Linked DNA regions of Oryzias latipes: region 1 is linked to region 2. Evidence: chromatin contacts called from public Hi-C data. All regions are on one chromosome and are shown on one strand. The core of a region is the stretch at or near the end of the contact, and the rest is flanking DNA. Distances in the headings are between cores, read along the strand shown.

What was found. Hi-C and Micro-C count contacts between places; a contact is called where the count stands out from the background.
Region 1: a Hi-C map of gastrula embryo shows a contact between it and region 2, with 2.2 times the contacts expected there. The contact joins the enhancer-like site here to the promoter of LOC111949083 in region 2. A contact is called at or near these places in 5 of 5 Hi-C or Micro-C datasets (embryo, fibroblasts and gastrula embryo).

Annotation. Positions count from the first base shown.
Region 1 is chr17:26,655,784-26,658,733 of ASM223467v1, forward strand. It overlaps LOC110016908 (a long non-coding RNA gene), which reads right to left. Exons shown (of 4, transcript XR_002292216.2): 3 at 2,368-2,855; 4 at 1-2,288. Among protein-coding and RNA genes, the nearest start is that of LOC110016908, 7.4 kb to the right of the region's middle. Within about 2 kb of position 1,643, at least 3 of the 8 cell types and tissues checked have an H3K27ac peak or open chromatin away from gene starts, as enhancers often do. A contact at or near this core is called in gastrula embryo, where this site is marked.
Region 2 is chr17:26,537,878-26,540,627 of ASM223467v1, forward strand. LOC111949083 (forkhead box C1-A) reads left to right here and starts at 1,482. Exons shown (of 1, transcript XM_023965372.1): 1 at 1,482-2,750. The coding sequence starts at 1,740.

The DNA.
Region 1 (2,950 bases), core at 393-2,892, 120 kb after region 2:
AGCTTTTCTCTCCATCAGAAGGCACTTCTCAGAGCTCCAGCTTACAAATATTTGTTTGCTGAAAGCCTGCTGCTTTTCGGAGCTGCAGGGCAGCAGAAGTGAAGGGCTTAACCCTCATGTCTTTCCCCTCAGGCTGATAAAGTGCTTTGATAAGCTGCGAGGTGCTGGTTAAAAGTGGCTGGCCCCCAGCCCCCAGGAATACAACATGAAAAAGTGGCTTGTCTGGAGCAAAGCAGAACAGAGGAGATGATGAGGCCCAGAAAAAAAGCGACGGCAAACTAAAGGAGGAAAAAAACGCAGAATTGATGATGAAGTGGTCTGAGTGCAGTGTGTGTGTCAGAGTTTGGGAGTTTGAGGACTAATTTTGACCACCAGCTGTGGGCAGTATGGGGGTGGCACAGTGTGTAGAAATGGGGGAGCCCTGCCATGTGTTTATGTTAACTAATGAGCTAATTGCCCAACCCCTAATCTACCTCAACTTGTCTCATTTCACAGGAATGCTGCAGCAGTCAAACACTTGCAGATTATGGGTCATTTCCTGACAGTTAAAGGTAAACTACTGCTGCAACAATTTCTCCACATCAGGCATTAAACCGCAAAGGCTTCTCTATACACAAATGGAACATCATGTGACTTTTATTTATTTACTTTTTTGTGAGCAGCACAGTCAAAAAAAGCTGTAAACATGGCAATTTGCCTTCCAATTTTATGTTAAATTAAAATAAAATAAAAAAGTAATACTGACATATTAGTTATGGGACATAGAATTATTTATACACCTGACTCATGCAAAAAATCTTGGCTTGTATTATCACCATGGTGGATATTTATATGGATGACAAAATGTTATAAATAAATGTACTATGAATCATTTTATTAATGAATCTTCTTAGTTGCTTACTAAGACACTTACAGACACTAATATCTTAATAAGAGATAATATTATTTACAAAGAAACACATTTTTATTTACGTATTTTTTAAACATCCATTTTCCAAACCTGCTTAACCCCTTTCAGGATCACAGGCTGCTGGAGCCTACCCCTACTGTTGATACAGACATGGTAATGCATAAATAAATATATAGATCTATATATATATATATTTAAATGATTAGTATATTTATTTATCACGTTATGATATATATAATTATTTATCACATATAACTACCCACCACAGTGGTTATATAAGCCAAGATTTTGCGCATGAGTCTGGTGTATAAATATTTCTGCAGATTGTATTGGACCGCTTCTTAAAAAATCTTACAATGCAACTTAAAAAACTTCATGCGCCACTAATTTTGACAAATACAGAGTTTATCTGAGGGACAAGTGGTTTCTTATTTGTTTTTTAGATTAGCTATGTACAAAATAGAAAAAAACAAACATAACCAACAACTGCCGCCCTGCACTAGAACTTACTAACGTAAATGAAAGTCATTAATACCAATTTAAAATTCCCCGGAGGGGCATACTTTTCAACCATAAAAATCTAAGATGAAAGCAGAGAATTTTAGGGAAAAAAGGCTAAAGTTGAAATTGGGGATGAAGTCAATGTAATGTTTAAGTCACACAGCATGGGAGGTCTCCATCCCCTCAGCGAGAGGTGTGAGTTGAACTCTCCCTTCCACCTCCCCTCCCCTCCCTGTTCATCATCCTCCTCCCCTGGGGTGTGAGCAAGCCCCTCTGCTCCCCCTCAACAAGCTCCCATCCATCACTCCTAAAGTTTCACTTTAATAGGTGGTCCTCTTCCTCTCCTCCCACACCCTTATGGGAAAATCTGGCCAAAAGACAGAGAAATATCAAACTGTGAAAAGTGGGCTTGTTTAGGTGGAATTGGTTACTGATCACTTTGTAAAATCATTGATCTTTTTAGAAAAATTGCTGTTTTTCTCATATTAAAACACATGAAACAAAATTAGGCTAAAAACACTGAACCTCCCACTTTTGTAAACTACTGAATGCTTTAAACAAAAAAAGATGTGAATATTGATAAAGACCCTTCACAAACATTTCACCCCCTTTTTTTGTTTCTGTGTTTTCTGTGGTCACTTTCAGTGTTGCAAGCAGGAAATTGTCTGTTGAGCCTAACTGCTAAAGGCTTCTTCTGATTAAAAAAAAAACTGTACAAGTGGCTCCTACAATTTATTTTCATTCCAACTTTACATTTACATATACATTTAGTTAAATCAGCTTGAACTTGTTTTAAACTCAGAAAAAAAGGGGGGGCAGTCTCCTTTTTGCTCTCTTTAATGTTGTTTGGTTCTTTCTTGAGGTTAAAAAGTCATTCCTGTGGAGTTTGTAATGCAAAATAAAATTACATTTTATTCTCAGGATATTTTCTCAGTTTAAGCTTTACAGCAGCTTACCAAGCCGTGTCCAGAGCCGCGCAGTAGCCTCTTCACTCAAACAGAAGTCAGGTTGGTTGATATTTAAACGGCTTCTGTTTGTTTTTCTTCTTGTCCCGTGTGTGCATGTGAGCCCAGTAAAAAGGATTGTGTCCTTTTGAAGAGGATAGCATCAGGAAAGTAAAGGGGAAGGAAACTTTGCTTTGGTGTTTTATATATCAACGGAATGACTTCCCTCAAATAAAGACGTGTTCCATTCTGCTGCTCCGTCTGGAACAAGCTGCCGGCTTCCTGTCCTGAAACTCTCGGTGCGCTCGAACAATGCTCTGAGCCGGAATGGAAGAGATGTCACGTCTTGAAAAACCCGGCGTGCTGCTTTTGTGTTGACCGCAGGTTCAGGGTGAATCATATGTTTACAGTATTTGTGACATTTCAATGAACCTGCACGACTGTGGCACTTAGATTAATATAAATGGTGGAACAATGGACAGCAGCTTTTGAAGTATCATCTGGAACAAAAGGCCAAGATGAAAGTTTTCAGTAGGACGCAGGGAAGTCTCTTTAATCTCACTGAAGTACTTGGCTGCACAATTTATTAACAAAT
Region 2 (2,750 bases), core at 232-2,731:
CTAAACAGGACTTTAATTTTAATTTTTATTTCTTCTTAACTTTAAATGTACCTCTTTCATTAACCAAGTCATTGAATAGTTATTTGGTTGAACCATCTGGCGTAGTATTTACAGACCTGAATAATATATAATACATTTAGTTGTTTAGGACTTTGTTTTTAGAAGAAACAATTACAATTTAACAGAGTCGGAATTTAGTTATAGGCTACAGTTAAAATGACTTGATTTCTATTAATAAAGGAGTGAACTCTAAATAAATGATAGCAGAAATGAGGGTTTTCCTTAGATGGTTACAGCCAGCATCCATATTGCACATTTTTCTTTTGTGTATTATTTTGACGCTCGACTAAGCCTTCCAGTGAGCCTCAGTCGAGAATGCTTTAAATAATGAAAAGCTGAGGAGGACTGGGTGGGCAGACTGTGGTATTAGTAAAAGGCCCGGCTTGAATTATGTAAACAGCCAAAGGGCGGTGGAAAAAGTTCATGCCCAGGTCCATGTAAGGAGAAACCGGCGCAGCGCTGCGGGCCTCCGCACGGACATTTAATTAAGACGCCCTGCGGAGGATTGGAACTGTAACTTTGCCTCACAATGGTCATTAACAATTTCATGCGTCGTCGCTAGGGCCGACGGGAGAACGCAGATATCGAGACTCGACTTTTTCTTTTTTGGTTAAAAAATAAGGCCTTAAATTCTTTGTAAGGCAGCTACGGCCTTTTATTTCTTCATGCAGATTTTAGAGATGATAAACGGCCCAGAAACTTGCTCAAAAGTGTAAACTGTAAAATAAAATAAATGTATATATATACATATTAACTCTGTTGAAGATAATTAACTAAATTTGAGTAAAAAGAAAGAAACGTATGAACTTTCTCTTTTGGCCCTATGGAAGCTTCTGAAATATTTGACGCCAGCGCGCTTGGGGGTGTCGAAGTCAGGGCTATTTGTTTCCTCGCTCGCTCGCCCGCGCGCGGATGGAGGCTCGCGCGCTCAGCACAAATTGTCTTTTAATTCCCGCAGTAATGTGATCGCGCTCAGACGCCCGCTGCGAGGGAAGAAGAGGTCTGTTCCTGCTTTGATCTCACCCGGGGCTGCTGGTTGTGGTGTTGACTTGAAACTGCCCATCAGAAGATGTGCAAATGCACCAAAGGCTGGCTTTTACCCCCGTGGGGTTGGAATCTTTTAATCTCTCAAGCAATTGATTAAGGCCACATTTATTTATTTATTTATTTATTTATTTATTTATTTATTTATTTATTTATTACCAATCGTCCAATCAATCCACTGATTGAATGATGCGATCGTGATCATTGTCCTCAACCTGCTCCGTCCTGTCTGCGGCTTTTTGGAAGGAGTGGGTTGGGAGTTCCAGCACCTCATCAAACGTACTTCCAAAAGTGTCAGTCGGCCCGACTTCCCATTGGACGACCTGTGCACTTTAGTGGGCGGGGCATCCCCGTCCCAACAGCAAAAAAAGAAGGAAAGAATTTAACTGCGCAGAAGTGCTGCGCGCTGACGGATGTCCAAAGTTTAGAACTTTTTCAATCAATGTGCGTCTCACATGGTCTCGAGGATGGGGACGGCTTAGACGGAGCAAACTTCTCCGTGCTCAAAACGTTCCCCTCTTTTTCTTCTCTGCGTGACGTGCTGCGGGGAGCTGTGATTTCACCGTCTTCAAAAGAGGGACACGCGTGGCGCGCGCTCTCGGCGTATTTTGGAGCTTTCCTCTGAGCGTGAAGTCATGCAGGCTCGATACTCCGTCTCCAGTCCGAACTCTCTGGGCGTCGTGCCGTACATCAGCAGCGACCCCAGCTACTACCGGGCTGCAGCCGGTGGGGGGTACACGGGTATGCCAGCACCCATGAACATGTACTCTCACGCGGCGCACGACCAGTACCCCGCCAGCATGGCCCGGGCGTATGGACCGTACACCCCCCAGCCTCAACCCAAGGATATGGTGAAACCCCCATACAGTTACATCGCGCTCATCACCATGGCTATCCAGAATTCGCCTGACAAGAAGGTGACCCTGAATGGGATTTATCAGTTCATCATGGAGAGGTTTCCCTTCTACCGGGACAACAAGCAGGGCTGGCAGAACAGCATCAGACACAACCTCTCCCTCAATGAGTGTTTTGTCAAGGTGCCCCGCGATGACAAGAAGCCCGGGAAAGGCAGCTACTGGACCTTGGACCCGGACTCCTACAACATGTTCGAGAACGGGAGCTTCCTGCGCCGGAGGCGGCGGTTCAAGAAGAAGGACGCGCTAAAGGAGAAGGAGGAGCGGCTGCAGAAGGAGCTGCCGCCGCGGCATCAGGGCCGGGAGCAGGAGCAGCCGGTGCAGGGCTCTCAGCCCGTCCGGATCCAGGATATAAAGACCGAGAACGGGACAGTCACACCGCCACAGGCCAACTCCCCCTCACTAAACACCGTTCCCAAAATCGAGAGTCCAGACAGCAGCAGCAGCATGTCCAGCGGGAGCCCGCACAGCATCCCCTCCAGCCGCTCTATCGTAATGGACAGCTCCGAGCAGCACCACGGGCAGGCCTCGACGCAGGGCTTTAGCGTGGACAACATCATGACCTCTCTGCGCGGATCTCCTCAGGGCGCGTCGGAGCTCAGCTCCAGCCTCAGCGCCTCCAGCAGGACAGGTATCACCCCGTCTTTGTCCCTAAACTATTCTCCCAGTCAAACGTCTGTCTATAGCTCACCCTGTAACCAAAGCTCCATCTCCACTACCTCCAACGCCACA